Regions from separate parts of the Rattus norvegicus genome. Here region 1 is linked to region 2. A link is a contact called in public Hi-C data. All regions are on one chromosome and are shown on one strand. The core of a region is the stretch at or near the end of the contact, and the rest is flanking DNA. Distances in the headings are between cores, read along the strand shown.

Evidence for each region. A called contact is a pair of places that touch in the nucleus more often than the background predicts.
Region 1: a contact with region 2 is called in a Hi-C map of Schwann cells, with 5 times the contacts expected there. The contact joins the promoter of Cyria here to the enhancer-like site in region 2. A contact is called at or near these places in 5 of 12 Hi-C or Micro-C datasets (the Rat2 cell line, Schwann cells, frontal cortex and 2 more).

The regions. Positions count from the first base shown.
Region 1 is chr6:40,772,733-40,775,664 of GRCr8, reverse strand. Cyria (CYFIP related Rac1 interactor A) reads right to left here and starts at 1,471. Exons shown (of 12, transcript NM_001106718.2): 1 at 1,433-1,471.
Region 2 is chr6:40,693,186-40,696,450 of GRCr8, reverse strand. No RefSeq gene overlaps it. Among named protein-coding and RNA genes, the nearest start is that of Cyria, 79 kb to the left of the region's middle. Within about 2 kb of position 1,385, at least 17 of the 93 cell types and tissues checked have an H3K27ac peak or open chromatin away from gene starts, as enhancers often do.

The sequences.
Region 1 (2,932 bases), core at 222-2,721, 79 kb before region 2:
CTCCCAGAAGAGTCAGGGGGAGGAAGAGGCAAAACTGTCACCATAGCAACACAAGACCGTCAGAAACAGGCAGGAAAAACAGCCCCTGGTCTGCCTCCTCTCTTTGCATGAAGCACTCAGAATCAGTGTGTGAAATTTAGTCTGATTGGGAACAACTCTAACAGGCTGGTCTTCCCAAAGCTGAGGCTTGGCTGGGAGCCACCCTCCTCTTGCTGCCCTGCACAGGTCCTCGAAGTGCATGGTCCTAGCCCAGCTTTCTCTGAGTCCTGGGGAGTCAACACTGTGCAGATAGCCTGGGCCCATTTAGAGGAGGTGGTGATTGGTCAGAGTAGTGAAAGTTTCTAATAAGGAAACCACAAAGGTTCAGGAGAATCCTATAAGCCTGGGTTCTCTATGAAGCAGGCAGAATAAACATCCACATAGGAGAAGAAATTATGTCCAGAACGCAGAATGGTGGCTCTATCAGTATTGGACCCTTCCTCTTCCAATGATGGCTGACAGAATTCTGGGGATCTTCACAGAGATGGGGGTTGGGGGTGAGCATGAGAGCTTTAGTAGATTTAAATGGCAAACGCCCTAGACCGAGTCTCTGGGGACATAGGCCAAGAAGTTTAACAGCTTGGAAAAGGAATAGGGGACAGGCTGGCACATTTTGTCAAGAGGTGTTCTTGTCAGTCTCTCAGCTGGCAAACGAGACAGGTGTGTCTACCAAAAAGCATGGCTGGCCTGAGACCAATGCCTCGGGAAGTGGGTCAAATTGTTCCCGAAGCTCCAGCTTGGAAAACTCTCCTCCTGCTGGACTCTAGTTAGAAGTTCTGGCATGAGGGGGAGTGAATACCCCGGAAGCGAGGAGATCCTAGGCACAGCACTTTCTCTGCTGGCTAAGCACCTCTGTGGCAGGTGGCAGCAGAAGGGTCCAGGTGTGCAGGGGCCAGGACGGGCTTCATCCACGCCTTGGGACTACAGAAATATGGGGAGCAGAGGAATGGCCCTCGCAGGGGATCCTGGAGGAGGAAGATCGCCGGTCTCCTGAAGAATAGCTTTGGAGATAGAGGTTCGGGGAGCCTTCCTGAAGAATAGCTTTGGAGATAAAGGTTCGGGGGCGGGGGGGATAGAGATGGGAGTGGTTGAAGGGTGAAGGGACTCTTCTGGAAAAGAAATAAATCAGGAGAGAGACACGGAGAGAGGGAGCAATGGACGCACAGACCTCTGGCTCGGGAACCAAGAACAGTTCGTGAGAGAGTCGTGAGCTAGCTGCTTCCCTCCCTCGCCCGGGGCTGCAGGGCGTCGCGATCCCGGCGAGGAAAGCCACTGTCGCCTCGCTCCACCAAGTCCGGCGCCCGGGAGGCCCCCGCGCCTCCGCAGCACCTTTCCCTGCGAGTCCCAGCCCGGGTTCCCTGCCGCGCCCTAGCCGCGTCCGCACCACGCTCACCAGAGTCGCAGCCGCTGTCGCCGCCTCGCTCCTGCTCAGCCGTCCGCTCCGCCGCTGTGGATGCCTCTCCCCCGGCAGCCGCAGCCCGAGAGTCGGCTTCCAGCCCCGCCCCACCCCGCCCCCGCCCCGCCCCACGGCCCGCCCTCCCCGCCCTGGCCGGGGAATCCCACCCCGCTGTCACCAAGAGGGCCGGGTTCCCTTCTAGCCCGCTAGGCACTAGGAGCTGCACCCAGGAGTTAGCACTACCTCCCAGCTAATGGTAACCCTCTCTCTGCCTGGGTAACTTGCCTTTCCTGGGTCACTAGGAGGCCTGAATTCCTCCATCCCTATCTTTCCCCTTGAAACAAACAAACAAACAAACAAACAAAATACAAAGAAAAACCCTCAAAAGACATAATCCCCATAGGTCACTGGCATATACTCATACTGACACTAGTGCTCATGCCAGATCACCCCAAAACACTTAGCTCCCCCTCCCTGGGCCCAAGTTACTTTGGATGGTGAACCCTGCTTGTTCTTAACACTTCCCTTGCCTATCCTAGTAACACACACTCAGCCTTAAAGACCATAGTTATTGGATGGGGTCCCCCAAAAGTCTTCCCAAATACCTAGCCCATGAAATGCAACGGTCTTCTAAACACTGATTCTAAAATTCTGCAGTGTAAGGAGAAAGTAGCTTAAACTCTCATTGTCAGGGATCATTGTTTTAAAACATCTGCCGAGAAGGTTAAAAAGCAGGAGATTCCGGAAGCCCAGAGGACTGAGCTATGCCAAACAGGTTGTGAGTCAGAGCCCCTGCATGTGCATTTGCCTTGCAGACACCTAGTTTGGCTGCTCTTTTCCCCAGTCAGCCAACCAAAGAAGATCATTATAAAATTTATACACAGTGTGTCAGGTCTTGTGCTGACAACCATGGCTTCTTTGGATAATGAATTTGAGGGTTGGGAACAGGAGGAGAGTTTGGGGGCTCCCACAAAGAAAGTAGCTTCAGGGAAAGCATTGCTCTGTCCTCTCGCTTCAGGCCAGTATGAGTCCCCATGAAGGATTTGCTCTGCCTAAGTCTCCAGAGGCTCTGACAGTCTGTGTTTCTGACAGGCTTGGAGGAACTGCTTAGTGGTGGGGTGTTTGGTTCAGTTTTGGCAAGAATTCAGACAGGGTCTAGACGGGCACAGTCTAGTTAGAATAATAGAGTCTTCCACATGGAAATGGTCCTTGGGCTGCAAAAGTTTCTCAAAGCCTCCCTGATCTGCATTAGCCCATATTTTTTGGTCTTTCTGAAGACAGTTTATTTTATGTTATTATGATTCTATTAGAATTTTTTCTTGCCATGGCCTTAACTTTGATTTGTTTGTCTGAAACACACACACACACACACACACACACACACACACACACACACAGAGAGAGACAGATACACAGACACACAGATACACAGAGAGATACACACACACAGACACCACAGACACACACAGACACACACACATACACACACACACACAC
Region 2 (3,265 bases), core at 136-2,635:
CGTCTGTCAGCTTGAGAGAGCACAGGCTAATTTACACATAAATTACATCTTGAGGGTCACTCTTCCATGGCATCATCAAAAGGATACTTTTGACCAAGAAAGGGGATTTGTTTTTCTTTGGCTGACATTGCTGGCAAGCAATACTATTCAGGCTTCCTGTGGTTGTATAGCCTCACCTCTGAGTCAGACATCTTCATGAAGCTGTAGAACAGCCACCTATAAGTTTGGCTTAGGTCTTCACTGAAGCAGCTTCGAACCACCTATCTCAGTATTGTACCACAGCAACCACCTTGCCACAAGATTGGCTATGCCCTTCTCCTACTTAAAGCACCATGATAACTATGAATCATGCAGATAATGTGGGACCACTTTCCAGTACCACACAGGGATTACCTGCTGCCCATTCTTTAGCACCCTGTCTCTGCACTAGATGTCCCTTCGGTTACGATCAAAGTCCCAGCTATATCAAAATTCTCTCCCTCCAAAGCCCCAGGCTTTTCTAATGGCCAGATGCCTTTGTTCTCAGCACCCCTGTCCTGTTCCCACCCTTCTGTTCTCAGTTCCCTTGTCATCCGGATCAGTGTTAAATCTCTTACACTGCTACAAGACAAATGGCTGATAGTGCTTATTTAACATATCACAGCAGACCCATCAGCCAGATTCTTCTCCCCGGCATCTCTCATGGCCTTCGGGGACTACCCTATAGTCTGAACTCTCCAGGCACTGGGCTGCATTAACCCCCCAGAGGCTCTTCTCTATATAACCCAGCCATTTTGGTTACTACCCTCTCCAATCCTTTGGACTCTCCCAGATGTGTCCACTTCTGGTAATGTTCTCCCTTTTATCTACCATAACCTTTCTCCTCCACTATTCCTAGGGGCGGTCATATTCCTTTATTTCTTTCCCCTTTCACTCATTCAGCTACATCAGCCTGACCAATCAGACCCTCCACTGGATTGAGAGGATACTGCCCTCCTCTTGGAGGACCACTTGTCCTGTCTCTATCATCTGACCTTTACCTATTGGCCACCTCTGTTTGCCTGTTAATCCGGTGGTAACGGGAAATGGGACCACTCTGTCTCCTGGAGGCCTGGCATAGATGCAGAGTGCATTGGAATTTGATGAATTTATGAGCGGTAGAGCCAGGCTCTGATGAGATAACCTCTTGATTTTGTCTCTAACCCTGTCTGCCTTCAGCTCATGTAGAAACAGCTGCAGGGCTCGCAGGCCAAACCCCTTGGGCCAGAGAAACAACTGTCTTGTGAGTGTGTGTTCCCCCTCAAAACAAAGATTGCAACATCCTCCTGGCCTGGAGTTCACAGCTGTGGGAGGAGGTTGTGCTGGGTAGTGCCGGGTCAAGGAGGCAGAGGTGGGGGTGTGGGGAACTGGTAGGTCAGAGTGAGTACTGAGGTAGAGTTCAGCCCCACCCCCCACCTAGCCCATGCAGCCTGACTATGCAAACACTCTGGGAAGAGCCTGTTTTCCTTAGCTTCCTCCCCACATTTTACCTTTCTCTGCTATTTGATTATGTGTGAATTCCTTCTCATCCCTCGGGGAGCTAGCACCCCACCGCCTTTGCAAAATATCTGTCTGAGTTACAGTTTTGCAGATCATCAAGCTTCAAGGGCATTCAAACGACCTTCTGGTGGACTGCGGTGTCTTGGTAAGTGATGCCCTCTGGTGGTCAAATGGAGTAGTTACAATTCTCGGGGAACGTGAAGTAAGTCCATTGGCTTTGCAGTTGCTGGGTATGAGGCTCCAGGGTGGTGTTCAGCAGATGTCCCACTGTCCCTGAAAAAGTGGCTGAAGGGCAACAGGGTTATATATGTGTGTGTGCGCGCGCGTGTGTGTGTGTGTGGGTGTGTTTGTGTGCGCGCGTGCGCGTGATGGGGGTGCTGAAAGTTTACCTTCTAGAAGCTGAGAGCTAAAGAGTAGTTTAGAAACTAGTACAGCCTCAACCACTTATTTCTTAGACGAAGCCGAATCCAGGGAGGGAAAAGGGAATTTCTTAGTCTGTGTGACCAGATGAAGGGGCAGAAAAGGCACACAGGATCTGAAATTCCTCCCTTCTAGCATCTTCTAGCACATTAGGCCACTTGCCATTTAAGTCCTGTGTTTGATTTTACTAACGCTAGAGGAGACTGGCATCCTCCCTCTAAATTTCCGTCAGGTGGGCTCCATCTCAGTCTGCCTTGCTACACGTAGTTTTCTACAAATAATCAGAGTCTCCATCCAAAGTTCCCATCAGCTAGTCCGGAATTTAGAGGGTAGGATTTGAACTGTGGACGCAGAGCACAGAAACAACCTCCGGGGTCTTGACAGTTTAATGAAAAGTAATAGACAGGCAGAGAGACCAAGAGGCATAGGTCACTGACAACTTGAGGCACTAATGGATGTTTCGAAGATAATTAGTAGGGCAATTTGGTAGAGGACAAGTTTGAATTAGGCCCATTAGTGTGGTCAGGAAGGATTTCACTAAAGAAGCAATTCCTACTAGCTACGAGGGTGAGCGCTCAGGGCAGGTAGAGGAGAGGTGTGCAGATGCTCTAGGTCTGGGGTGAGATTGGCAGTTTCCATCATGGAGAAGGCTCGAGAGGTGACAGACTAGTGGCCAGGCAAAGCACATCAGGGCAAAAGCAAGGAAGTCAGGTGAATTCATGGCAGGCCAGAGATACGATCTGATTTACACCTCACATGAATCCCAGACTATGACACTTGCCAGTCTTCACTTTCACACCCGCTCATTGCCTCCAGAAAGTCCTTCATCACCCTACCAAGTGGGAGTCACTTCTCTGAGTCCTGGTGCTAACATCTCTGTGTGTCTGTCATTGGGGCTACCAGGTACACATCAACTGTGGCTATGTCTCTTAGCTACACTGGAAAAATAAGCTCTGCGTTTAGAGAGACAGGGACAAGGGACCCAAATCTAGGACAGTCTGCCAGGTGCAATGTGTCTGTCCCTATGACACAGCTTCTTAGTGTGTAAGGTGAGAAAAGAAGTGCACATTGCATAGCATTTTTTTAAAATTAAGTAATAAGAATAAAATGTCACAACAATGGCAGGCACCATGTCGCCTCTCTTTAAGGAGTAGATGTTCTTTCATGTCCTAACATGAAAACATGTCTAACATGTTAGATGTCCTAACAGCTATGTTGGTAGCTGTACACTTTGGTAGTTGCATAGGGAGACTTTGGAGGGAACATATTTAGTCAGACTGAAGGAGAGGATGAGGTTGGTGTCATTGGTTGATGGAATTCTGAATTA